2 separate regions of the Zea mays genome follow, and region 1 is linked to region 2. The links are chromatin contacts, called in public Hi-C maps. All regions are on one chromosome and are shown on one strand. The core of a region is the stretch at or near the end of the contact, and the rest is flanking DNA. Distances in the headings are between cores, read along the strand shown.

The links. A called contact is a pair of places that touch in the nucleus more often than the background predicts.
Region 1: a contact with region 2 is called in a Hi-C map of endosperm, with 2.0 times the contacts expected there. The contact joins the promoter of LOC541815 here to the promoter of LOC100285558 in region 2. A contact is called at or near these places in 2 of 25 Hi-C or Micro-C datasets (endosperm and tassel).

What each region holds. Positions count from the first base shown.
Region 1 is chr9:151,550,465-151,556,877 of Zm-B73-REFERENCE-NAM-5.0, reverse strand. LOC541815 (non-symbiotic hemoglobin) reads right to left here and starts at 1,776. Exons shown (of 4, transcript NM_001111496.2): 1 at 1,483-1,776; 2 at 1,217-1,331; 3 at 967-1,083; 4 at 527-852. The coding sequence starts at 1,607. The coding sequence ends at 712. It overlaps LOC100383877 (Electron transporter), which reads right to left. Exons shown (of 11, transcript NM_001346589.1): 4 at 6,343-6,413; 5 at 5,749-6,165; 6 at 5,080-5,510; 7 at 4,897-4,996; 8 at 4,753-4,809; 9 at 4,584-4,670; 10 at 4,344-4,478; 11 at 3,714-4,195. The coding sequence ends at 3,803.
Region 2 is chr9:151,021,466-151,028,810 of Zm-B73-REFERENCE-NAM-5.0, reverse strand. LOC100285558 reads left to right here and starts at 5,271. Exons shown (of 8, transcript NM_001372303.1): 1 at 5,271-5,657; 2 at 7,340-7,345. The coding sequence starts at 5,391.

The sequences.
Region 1 (6,413 bases), core at 527-3,026, 530 kb before region 2:
AGTTGTCAACTTCTTATTCGCACCCACTTATCCAACAAAACACATGTTTTTTGTGTTTTATTAAAACAATGTCTACCTATATATGATATATAGAAATCATAGCAATACACGTGCAGCTGACTATATACCATAAAAGTCAGGTTTACCTCTGCCCAGAAAAATTTTTCCCCCTTTTGCAACCGCTGGTAGGATACCTGTTCTCTCGGTTGGGCTGTACGTGGGCCTTCCTATGTGAGGTCCACCTATGCGTGCGAATAGCAAGCGTACTCTTTAGTTTAGGATTGTCGGCCCAACTAGCTACAGATATATTGGTCACTAGTTATTGCTCAGTCATTGCTCACCGAAGGATATCGAAATACTATAGGATATATATTTACATAATTACTTCCAACTTTTGAGAATATCGCTACATAACCTTTCATTATTTTGTTTTCCCTTTCATAAAAGCTCGAAAAGTGGGAATAATTTTAACGAAGCATTTGTTCTAGTAACGAAATAGAATCTTTTTGAATTCGATGTAACAGGCTGAAGAACGCTACATCTTTATTCAGTAGCTATATAATCACAAGAAGCAAAGGCAGCACACAGGCTCTCGATCACAAGATAACAATACACGCTCCCTCCAGAGAGAAATTGCTAAAGCGCAAGACCACACGGGACATCTGTGACGGCGCTGCGTCATGGGTTAAACACTGGTCGCAATCGCCACTACTAGGCATCGGGCTTCATCTCCCGCTTGATGGCCGCCACCAGCTGGCTGTAGGCCTCGGCCCAGGCTTTCTTCATCTCGAGGCTCCACATGTCAGCGGGGAGCGCCTCCTTGATCGTCTCAAGCAGCGCGAACCCCGTCACCTGTATGTATTCAAGCGCGTGTTTCAATCTCAATGCTTTCGTTCTTGCTGCCTTTCCAAGCCAGAGTCAGGAATAGAGGTGAATTGACATGTTGGGCGGGCGGTTTTGACTTGCCTCGAAGTGTCCATCTGCGACGCCGTACCTCAAGTGCGTGGCGCCCAGCCTCTTGAGCGTGGTCTCCCTCACGGTGACCTTCCCGGCCTTGCGAAGCTGCGCCGCCGCCTCGCAGGTCTGCAGCAGCATTGACAATGACAGCGAGAGACACACAGTCCTGTCAGTCAGTCCTTTTTGCCGCTCGATCATCACATCTCGATCGATCGATCGATGCTAGCTAGCGTGGGAGCTAGCATGAGAACGTACGTACCATGACGAAGACGGACATGGCGTGCGTCTTGAGCTTGGGGTTCTTCTCCAGCGGCACGTCGGAGTCGCGCAGGAACGAGAACATCTGCTTCGCCGACGGCGCGATCTCGAAGACCCTGCGGCAGGAGCGGACGGCGGGCGGCGCCCCCGTTAGACAAGGAGCAGCTAGCTAGGTGCGAATTGCGATGGCCGCCGGTGCAACCCAAACGCAGGCACCAGCACCAGCACCAGCACCAGCACCAGCCAGCGGCACGGAAACGTACGTACTTGAGAAAGAAGCGGAGGCCCAGGTTGGCGGCGTCCTTCTTCATGACGGCCCACGACTTGAGCACCAGCGCCTCCTGCTCCTCGCCGAAGACCACCGCGCCGTCGTCGGCCTCCGCGAGTGCCATGCCTGCTGTCTGCTGATCGGGCTTGTCGTGCTGGCTACTCTGCTGAGGAGCTGTGTCGGTTCCCCGAGCACTGGACACTGGTGGGATTGGGATTGGGATTGGAAATGGATGGATGGATGGATGCACGCACGTTCCGCTGCTCTTTTTTACAGTGGGAGGTTGGGTGTGATACGAACTGATGATGTTGGGGCACAAGTTTTAAGTTTATATAGGTGGGTCAGACCGGGCGAGGGCGTCCCTTGGGGCACCTGATGAGCCAAGACGCATGGACCCGTTACCAGCGCGCGGGCTGTGGACATGTTGCGTTGCTCCTCGGTTACTACCGATACGCATATACTCCTTCCTAGCTCGGAATCGGCCAATGGGGCTAGGGTGCAACTGTCCTGTCCACGGCCAAAACCGTGTGCCGCGGCGACAAAGCGAGGGCGGGTTAGGGACTTGGGGAGCTGGGGAGCGCAGCAGCGGGGGCAAATTTATTGTAGGTCTGGGTTCTGGTTAGTCGTTCGAATTAAATAATTTATATATAAAATTTAGACAATATGTGATAAATTAAGCAGCGAACTAAACATGTTTTTAGAGTTTTGTTGCTGATAAATGCTATAATTTTTTTTAAAAAAAATACACAATTAAAGTTTAAGGAATTTTTTTAGTACGTAGCAAATCTGATCCTACGGACCTAACAATATTCTCGGCTACCACTGGAGCGCAGACGGCAACCGCAGAGGCAGCAGCGCTCTCGCACCAGCGTCAGTCAATAACGTGGGCGGCTCGCGCGGAAAGCAAAAACAGCGGCCGGTTTTAGCGAGGAAATCAAAGTCAAAACGCTCGCTCGTCGTCCCCTTTCTTCTCCGCCAAGAAGCAGGAGTCGACGGGTCGTGCTCGTTTCCGAACATCGACGGGACGTTCCGACAACGCCTGGCAAAGTGTCCGGGCCTTTTTTTTCCTGCTCCTGGGCCAGTTTCCAGCTGGTCAGGTCTGGACGGTATCTTGTACAGCGGAAACGTGGAAACCAGGCCCTGGAATTTAATGGAACGTGGAAACGTTCCTGATTCCTCCAACGGAAACGAGTTGCAGCTTGTTCGCTGCGGCTTGCTGCGGCTGCAATCCGGCTGCGGCTTCTACAGTATTTTTCTCTCTATGGATTGCAGCTGCAGCAGTCCAAACAGCTGCAACAGTGTCGGCTTGTAGCCAGTCGAACACGCCCCTGGTTTGTGCGAACTGCTATGTAAGGTAGTATTTAGTTGAGGAGTCAAGTAGAACGGAGTCGTTCCATTCCTGATTCTATGAAACGGAGCCACTCTGTTCTGTGTTTGGTAATCTGGAACGGAGCGACTCTGTTTTTTGTTTGGTTGCAGAGTGAACGGAACGGAGCGTGACTGTGAGAGCGAGATGGGAACGGAGCGGCTCCGTCCGGTTGATTTTTTGGAGCGGAATGGTTCCGGATCTGAGGAAAATATTCCCTAATTGGAGTCATTCTGTTCTAGTTACTTTGTAACCAAACAGCAACAAAACTGAAACAGAACGGTTCCATTCTACTTGACTCTTCAACCAAACACTACCTAAGATACTTGGTTGGAACCCTAGACCTAGAGCTAGCTAGATTAAGCCAGCTAATAAATTAATTGTTAGTTATAAAATAGCTAACAATTAGCTACGGTATTAACTGATGATGTTTGGAACCTAACAACTATTGTTTAATAGCTAACTATTAATTTTAGAGCTAACTATTAATTTTAGAGGTTCTCTAAAGCTTCTTTCGGATTTATTGCGTTCCAAGTGGCAAGTAAGGCATGTTTACGGGCAAGAGGAATAGAAAGGATTAGAGAGATTAAAATCCTCTCTTTATTTAAAATTAAATATCAAAATGATTTTAGCCTTTTTAATTCTCTTCATTCCTCTAGCTCCTAAACAGCTCCTAAACAAGTCCTAAGGTAAGAATTCATGTGGCACTATTCACACTTGAAGGCTAATTTGGATACACTTATTTTTCATGGGATTGAGGGCAAGTTAGGATACACTCATATTCATTTCAATCCCATCCAATCAGAATGATCCAAACTAGCTACAGCAGAGCGCACACTATTCAGATCATCTTCCTGTCCATCTCCCTCTGTACATACAGACCCTGATACCCCCGCACCGCACCTCGGGCTCGGCTCGGCACGGCCACGGACCCACGGCGATCTGCTGACGGATCACCGATCAGCACGCAGCGGCGCACCGATCGGGGGGCCGCATTTCTTAAGTTGCTGCCGCCCGCACGCGGGCGACCCGCCGACCAGCTCCTTGGCCAGCAGGTACCGGAACGCCAGGTTGTGGGGCTTCCACTCCACGCCGCCGCGCGCCCGCCCGGCCGGCGGGCTCCGGCGCACGGCGTCCCGGAGGCCGTCGGGCAGGTGGCACGCGACCGCGGCCACCACCTCCTGCGCACCCAGCCCGGCGTCCCTCGCGTACAGCTCCAGGGCCCTGGGGAGGATGATCTTGCGCTGCCCCCGCCCGCGCACGCCGACGGCGACGTTGGCGCGGATGTGCTCCTCCTTCGCCGCCTCCAGCTGCTGGAACAGGCTCTTGGGGCTGTAGAGCCGCACCTGGAAGGGTACAGTTGGATTGAAGGAGATGAATGCATCGGAGTTTTCGTGCCGTACGTGATGTATGTGCGCGTCTCGTTGGAATTTGGTGGGTACCGGCCGTACTACTGGGTGTGCGTTTGATGAAGCCTGCCTACGTGCTACCTACCACTGGATCCGAGTAGCTACCGGAGGACAGTGCGAAGTGCACCAGAGGCTCGGGCCGATCCACGGCGAAGCCTTGCAGCTCCTCGTCCCTGTCCCTGCCGGACTTCCATTTCGGGTGGAGCAGCAGCCGAAGCCACTGTATGGTTCATTCAGAAGAAATCACAGCATGAATCGACTGACCGGGTGTTAGGATAAACATCATACAGGAGGGAGAGGGAGGCAGAAGGCGGAAGGAACAGACCTGTCCAGAAGAGTGTGCTCGGCAGCACAGGATCTGGTACTCTATCAGCTCCGCGTTTACTCTCTGGCCACTAACGATGTAGGATACCTGCGGCCCCAAAACATGTCGTCAGACTCAATAAGCTCAAGCCAGCTTGAGATTTATATATAATTCGACGAGGTCTTTCCACCTTGGTAAGCAGTATCCTTTTGCTGTTGCTCTGTGGGATCCCGTACTCTATATGGGCCTGAAAAAAAGAAGAGGAAGAAGAAATGTTCAGAGCGAACTCCATCTCGGCCTCAATGTTCACCTCAGGGCAAGAAAACAGTTTTACATGCATCATCATCGCGTTATGCACGTTGATCCAGAAAGCAAGCTTCTCCTCGTTTTTCATTCCACCGAGGTCGACACTTTCTAGAAGCTGTACAAGTGACCTACAGAGTGGAACCTGCAGCTAGTCAGCAAATACTTGTACTCACTGACCCCTGAGAAAAAAAATGATATGGCAAATACTCACATATACTTGCGCAGCATGTCCTTAACGTCAGCGGACCTCTGATCGCCCTTGCAAAGAGCAGACACCTCTATCACAGAATCGTACTGCAGCCCCGAGTCCCTTGCTTCACCACCGCCTAGGCCTAGCTCGTTGTCCTGCACCTGCCACGCCTCAGTGAAGCTCTCTCTCCTGCACCTGGGGCTCCAACTCCATACATCTGCAGTGTATTTGGAAGACAGTCCGCTTGCTGAAGAGAAGGACGAGCACGGTGAGGGGAAGAAGGCATGCTGCGCGGCGGCGGAAGGGACGTCTCTCAGCCTTATGTATATGGCCGCGATGCATCTGATCATGTCCTCGGATATCTTGTTGGGCGTTTGAGGAACATGGTCCGCAACCCTGGTCCCCAAGATGTCCGCCAAGCTCACAACTCCAGGCTCCATGCACTTCCCTTCCTGCTCATATCGGCCCAGATTATGTTAGGATGGATTTCAGCACGTCAAATTTGCTACTACCATACAACATGTACTGCCTTCATCCTATAAAATATAAGGGACTACGGCTCTGTCCAGGTGCATAGTAGCTATAATAATCCCTTATAGTTCAAGACAGAATGTACCACTAACTCAGCCCTGCAGCAAACCTATTGAAGTACTTTGGAACCAAAGAGATTTCAGATATATCATTCTGTACCTCAACAAAAGATAGAGGTGAAGTATGACATGGTTTCAGAGCTCTAGCAAGATTGTTTGCGGATGGAGACACCCTGACAGAACGGTGCAGGAGCGAGGAATGGCTGCGTCCGATGTTGATCTTTTCACTGCTAGCCTCGCTTGTAGAAGCTGTAGGCGTGGACTTGCGTGCCAGGACCATTCGACTGGACTGGACTGGCTGATGCTTCCTTGGGGTCGAGAAACTGAGCACTGAAGCTTCAGATAGTATGCCTGAAAAAGACCTTGCTGGCTGCTTGTTATTTTCCGCGTCACAAGCAGAGTTCACAGGGGACAATTGTTGCTCAAATGCCTTTCGGTATAGTGTCAGGAGATGTTTCTCCAAGCATATGACCTCTAGCTCGAGCACTGCGATCTCCTTGATTAGCTCCTCAGTCGGCTGAGATGGCATGGAAGAAAGAAAGAAAGAGGCTATGTGTTAAGTGAAAACTCTTGTCTTCGGAAGAAAACATATCATGATGAGGAAGTGAAACACCACAATATCATGGTACCCCCCCTCCCCCCCCCCCCCCCCCCCCCCCCCTATTTTTTTTAGCTCGTCCATATGAACTTTCACCTCTGGAATGCAGTTCACACTTGATGCATGAACAGCACAAGGCTTGTAACCTAGTGCTTTCTCAAGAGCAC
Region 2 (7,345 bases), core at 4,022-6,521:
AGGCCCGGTGACAACGGCGGTTGTCCCGTCCGTCTCTGCGATGGCCACCGCCACCGCCGCTCCAGCATCTGTGGCGCGACGACGGATCTGGGGACACGCTCGCGACGGCGGATCCCTGAGGCGCGACGGCGGATCTGGGGACACGCTCGCGATGGCGGATCCCTGTGGCGCGACGGCGGATCTAGGGACACGCTGCGGCATCGGATCCCGAGGGCACGCACGCGGCGACGGCCCCATGAGGTGCGCACGACGGCGATGTGCCAGCGGTCGCGACGGCGGATTTCCCTAAGCGCTAGCGACGACGGCATCCTCCCCTAGGCACGAAGTGGTGGCGCATCCCAGATGCGAGGCGCTGGTTCCGCAGGACGGCGATCCTATTTTTATGCTATTTTGTATACATATTTATGCCAATGTCAATAGGATTTTATGATCTATATTTCAGTTCATGGATCCGCTTCCATCTATTTGTCTGTTTCTGATATTTCTATTCATTTACGCTAAAATTTATACTCATTTACGCTGTTTTGGTTCACGATTTACACTTAAATCCGCTCGAGCCAGAACCCGCGCACGATTTGTACGCCGTAATTTGTCCCCATTTGCCGTTACGAAATCAATCGATGATTTACGCTAAAATTTATACTCATTTACGCTGTTTTGGTTCACGTTTTATGCCGAAATCCACCCGAGACAGCGCCTGTGGCGATTTCTATGCCGTAATTCGAGACCCATTTGTCGTTACGAAACAGATCGATGATTTACGCTAAAATTTGTACTCATTTACGCTGTTTTGGTTCACGTTTTACGCTAAAATCCACCCGAGCCAGAACCCGCGCACGATCAGGTGCACACGATTTTTACGCCGTAATTTTAGGCTACGTTTGCTGTTACAAAACAGATATAGGAATTACGCTAAATTTCGTACTCATTTACGCTGTTTTAGCTCACGTTTTACGCTGGAATCCGCCCGAGCCAGAATCCGCGCACGATCGGTTGCATGCGATTTTTACGCCGTAATTTTATGCCTCGTTTGCTGTTACAAAACAGATATAAGATTTACGCTAAATTTCGTACTCATTTACGCTGTTTTAGGTCACGTTTTACGCTGCAATCCGCTCGAGCCAGAACCAGATCGAGCGCGCGTAGATATACCTGACTGGGGCTTCCCATACTAATGGAAGCCCAGGGCTCCCATTACCATCACCCTATATATATATATATATATATATATATATATATATATATATATATATATATATATATATATATATATATATATATATATATATATATATATATATATATATATATATATATATATATATATATATGTCCACACATCAACTCTGTTTACTTGGCCTTCCCCCAACTGGTATCAGGTAGTGGTTGATCACTTGATCTGTGCAACAAAGACAGCAATTACTCAGTTAGGGCAGGGATTGCAATTTTTTTTAAAAAAAAAAATTTAACGGGGGCACGTTGTCCACCTTTCATTGATATTGTGCCACAGCACAGCAACATCCGAGCCGGGTGCCCCCCTGTCGCAAACACAAACAGGGATTGCAACTCACAATACCAGGCCATGCAGATGTGCAGCGGATGCATTGCATCCAGCGGCATAGAATAGTTCCTTACTGTTATATGTACCTCTCGACGCTTTAATTGTAAAAAAGAAATGCTTTAAGTAGATCCAATGTCAGGTCCACTTTGCTCCTTTCTTTTGCAGGAGAAGTTTGTTCCCTGTCCGTCTCAAAGTAATCCCACAGCCATAAATCCGAAAAGGATTTGAGGGGTTAGAATCTCTTTCTTATTTAATTTTAAATAATAAGAATATTATAGCCTCTTCCATCCTTCCGATTTTCTGGCGGACAAACTAGTAATTTTTTTATAGAATTTACCGGGTCGACATCGACGGGAGAGCGTTGGAGTAGGGTGCACTCTGTGTTGTGAACAGACACCGCCGCTTTTGGCACTAGAGTTGTGAGTTTGGAGTTGTATATATTCTCTCTCCTTTTACATATTTCTGTCTGCCCGCTAGCTCGCTATGGCGACGTACAGTACTGTTAGCTGGTGGGTTCCCGAGGTTGCAGGCTTGCAGCTGCTCACGACCTCTTCCTGAATTTTTTACAGCGGAAGAAAAAAAAAACGAACCGTCTCCTCGTACCGTCTAATTAATAACACTCTGCTGGTGCCAAAGCTGCATGTGGCAGGCAGAGAGCGAGAGATCAACGTCAAACGTACGTGGAGAGTGGAGTATAGAGATGGCTAAACGGGCCGTCCGGCCCGGTCCGGTGGGCCCGACCCACCAGACACGGTTAGAAAATCAGGCTTCACCGTCTAACCACGTGGGCTCAATTTTCTATCCGAGCCCAGCCTGCAGCGGGCCCGGCCTGTTTAGCACGAAAAAAGCGGGCTATGCGTGCCGGTAAGCACGTTTTAGTGTAAAAAAAAACAGATGTAACGGACTTAGAGTTAAACGGGTCGTGCCGGGCTAGCTCACCGTGTCTAGTTTTCTGTCCGAGCCCGGCCCGCTTATTCGTGCCAGGCCAGCCCAGACCCGCATAAAACCGGACCATACCGAACTCGGACAGGATCCAAATAGCGTGCTTCGTGCCGGGCTCACGGTCCTCGCGCTTATTGGCCTGGAGTACTTGTTCGCTCGTCCGGTTCGCTTTTTTCCACGTGATGTCCACCGAACAAGAGGGGCAAAAGACGTGGAAAGCGCGGTACAACTGTGCAGCTGCCCCACTATCAACTACTGTCTACCGGCTACTGCTATGAGCGGACGTTCACAAATATATTTGACAAATATATAACGATCACCCGTCTTATTCAAAATATTTATTCGACAATATAAAATTTTAAGTACAACACAAAGTACCTTAAATGATAAAACAAATCACAAACAAAATGATAACTCATTATTTTTTAATAGAACTAGTGATTAAAGTTTTCTAAAAAAATCAATGGTGTCATATATTTATGATAGTAGTAATTTCAAAGTATTACCGTTGTATATATTGCTCGTGGGAAAACCAATATCCCTTTCCCTTCTATATTGTGCACCATGTCGGTCACAGAAGCATGGACGACGGCATCGTTCGCCGTGACGACCTCATCGCAGAGGTGTGGAGACGGGCGAGGAGGAGGCGATGGCCAATGATGATGAGATATGAGAGTGACCGCCTGACTGGCAGGGTGCGATGGTTTTCGTGGTCAGCTTTGTCGTGAATTCGGTCAGGAAGCTATCGGATTGAGACCTGCGGTTATCTAATGTAGGTGGGGGCGTGGGCAGGTTAAGTTCGCTGTGGTTTAAAATTAGCTATTCGACTGCTATAACTACACTTTATAGACACAAAAATACAGTAGAAAAGTAGAAATTGTTTCGAAATAAAATAAGCCACAACGAACAGACATATGTTGTTTGAGGATACCGTCATGTCATGCGTTCGTGTAAAGTCTAGGATCAAAGACGTGTGTGAGATAAAACGAGGAAAGCTTGTACTCATACGCATGGGCGCAACTAGATTGTACCTAGCGGATGCAAATGCACCCCCTCAAAAATGCAAACTCTATGGATACAGCTAAAGTTTCACCATATATACACCTTAGAAAAAATTAGTATGCATCCACTAGACTAATTGCACTTTCCTTAATTTTATTCTAGCTTCGCCACTTATCGTAAGGTTGTATTTTACTTGACATTTTTTTCTCGCTTAATCTACGAAAGATGATATAAAGAGCACGTGTGCGAAAAAAGTATAAACAAAGGAAATATAAGCATGTATATACAATCGAGCTCGTGCGCGTGGTGTCAAATTGTCCACGTCGGCGCCGCTGTTCGTGCGTCTTGAGATGGTGCATCCGGCGAGAGCGTCGGACAGAGCCGTTGCTCGGACACAGACAGACAAGCTTCATGGCTTGGTGGTCCATACCCGGTTAGTCGTTGCCGCTGCGGGACCCTGTGAGCGCGTAGTTCCACGGTGGTGGGCGGTGCTGGTCGGCCTTCGCCGAGCTGATGCAGCCGCGGCGGACAGAGCCGACGACAGCGCGCTGCTCGATCGTCGCCGGGCCGTTCCTGTGGACGATGCTGGTGGAGACAAACACCGACGTCATCACGACAATCCTTCGCATGCATGTTGGCCTTGGCCTGACGTACGAGGAGGACTGCGCGTGACGTACGTGCAAAAAGAGAAATAGAAGCGGAATATGACTTTTAGTTGATAAATAGTAACTAAAGAAAGAAATATGCAAGACTGGAATGGTTCAGGAACAGTTATTGTTTCGATGCAAAACAGTTTATTAGTTTTTTATAAAAAAAGTAAACAAAACCTCCGTCAAAACATGTGAACAATAATTCGTGACCCCAAGTAAGTACAGGCATACATCTAGTAAAAAAACTAATATATCAATCCAAATTGCATTCCCGCATTTAGATATAAATTTAACTAACTGTTACTCAATTTTTACAGATCTCGACTATTACTCTTAACAAATATGACAATTGTGTTCTAACAAAAAAAAACGAAAATCGTTTTTGGACGGATCGAGTGAGTGCGTCGATGATGCGGCTGCAGTGCACGTGATGGCGCGGCCCCACCACGCGGCCGCTTCTTTTCTACTCGTGTGACGAAATGTTGACCAGTGATCGTCGCTGGCGGTGCAGGTAGGGGATATACAATAGAAGGGACAGGATAGACTTTTGGATCTTTAATAGACGAAACGTACGTATGGTTGGTTGTACTGTCACGTACACAACTGGGGCTCCGAATTTTTAATTTCCAAATATCACTTCACTCCAGATCTCTGGACCCATCCAGCATTGTATAGAAGAAATGTGGCAACCGGACAGTATTCTTTATTATTATATAGAAATGCGGTACGAAGTCCGACTTTAAGACGTGTCAACCATTGGTGTAGAGTTCGATTGCAAAGTGTACTACAACATATTACAAATTATTAGAAAAAAATCTCTGAGTCTCAAATTATTTATGTGACGGTCCAATAAAGCGTACTTCCCGTGCAGCATACGGCCACGTTGCTCGTAAGCAGAAAATGAAGCCTGCATACAAATTTGTAGGAATTCAGAAAAATCCAGCTAAGCCAAGCCCGCCGGCCAGCGATGCAGACTTGGCGGCGAGCGGAGCGGCCTCAACCTCCTCCTCTCCAGCTCTCCTCCCATATAAAACGCGGAAGAATCTCGAAGAGACGCCTCGTCCCATCGTTCCTCTCTCTCTGCCCCGCCTACGCCTCGCCCCAGACGCATCAAACCGCTCTCCTCTCCCTCCCTGCCCCCCTCGCAACCCTGAAGAAGCCCCCACACGCAAGGCCGCAAACGCGCCGCGCACCGCAAGGTCCCAGGGAGCGACACGAGGCGGCCTCATTGCAGCATGGCTGCTATGGCCGCCGCTGGCGGCGTCGGGCTCCACCTCATTGGCGCTGCCACGGCCACGCTCATCGTGGCGGTCCTTGTTGCGGCCGTGCTGGGGCGCCGCCGCCGGGCCCGGGCCCGGGCCCAGGCGCCTCCGGTGGAAGGGAAACCCGCGCCGGAGGCAGGCTGCGCGGTCGGTGACGGCGCGGGTCCCGACGTCGGGACGGACGTCATCATCGTCGGCGCCGGAGTGGCTGGATCTGCGCTGGCGTACACGCTCGGAAAGGTGGTTTCCCTTGTCTCATCTTTTTTGGCATGGTTCCACTAGATGACTAAAAGTTGAGAGTTTTTATATTGAAAAAAAATCGGCAGTATCGTATTTTAAATTGCGTACTGCTAGCTGGGCGTGAAGAACTTTTTTTTTTGGCATGAATTGCTTGCAGACCCAAGAACAACTTAGGTCCTGTTTTTGCATGCTTTTACTTAGTTATTATTTTATTATTAAAGACATCCAATTTTCTTTCTGACGGTTCTGATCACGGTTGTTCATATGTCTCAGAGGTAGATTCAGAAACAGAAGATATTGTGGTTTTGTTGCAACTACGTTGGTGAATTTTGCATGTTTGCTGTGTCTGTGGAAAGTGAGGTTTCTGTCGGTGTCACTGTTCCTTTTTTGGACATGGAGTTTGTGTGGCTTATGGCAGTTAGGCGCTGCCAAATTTTGTTGTCGTCCAACTGATAATGGAGAATTTTCCCTTCTCCAATTAAGGGTCTGTTTGGAAGTACCCAGTTTATAAGAAACTTATTCATAAAAACTGATGTAGTTCCAAACATTAATTTATATCCTAGTTTGTAGAAACTGGATTCTTAGTTTCTTTAAAAACAAGAAGCTAGCCTTCCCTAGCTAAAACCAGTTTATGAAAATTGAGGTGGTTCCAAACACCATAAACCAGTATTTTTCCTTCATAAAACAGTTTCTAAAAAACTAAGATAAAAATTGGATTCTAAAAAACTAGGTTGCTTCCAAACAGGGCCTAAATCATTTTGCAATACCTGAACACCCTGTAATGAACTAGTCAATTCTTAGCCACAGCCTTTTTGGATGGAGAATGAAAGACAGAGGGGCGAGGAGGGATAAAGCAACAGCCAAGGAAGATTATACGTTTAAGCCTCAAACATCAGTTCTCTTGATCGCGGACACTAAGAACAATTCTGTATAGTAAAATGACTAGGCATGCTTAATATTTTTCAAAGTGCTATGTTGAAATTGTAAGTTTACCTTGAAGAAAATGTTGCTGGAGGACCTTACTAATTTTTTTATGAACGTACATGGCAGTTGATTCAACACTGTACTGATGTGCCCTTTCTCAACATTAATGAATTGACAAACTAGTTTAGGTCAAAGAAAAGAGAATTCTCCAATCAATTCTGCTGACCAAATTAACTGCACATGACTCCAAGCTACTCTGAGAGCGATGTAACATCAAAACGAAAATGTGGCCTTGTCCTGTTACTTGAATTGACTATTTTCCATTTGTTTGCAGATAATATTCACATCAGAAATGGTTATATGTATGATACAAAGCAACCAATAAATATCCTTACCCATATGAAATATTCCTTCCATGGGATTTTTTTATACACTAATCCTTTTGTCAAGTTATGACTTATGAGCAAGAAAGCCCTGGACAGAAATTGTTTTAGCTGGCTACATATGTTTGAGACCATGTTAAACAACCTTTTATCTTGTATACCCAGCTGTCTATAGGAGAGTATACTAGTACTATCCAAACTTCAATAGTAATCCAATTAGGCTTGAAGGCATGCTAAATGATTTATTTTTTTCCAATGCATATTTGCATTTATTGGAGTAAGAACCGAGTTAGTTTCATGTGGATTCTCTCTATTGTATTATATTGTTTCATCTCCTCTATTTATTTTAATCTACTTTGTTTGTTGGGAATGTAGGATGGC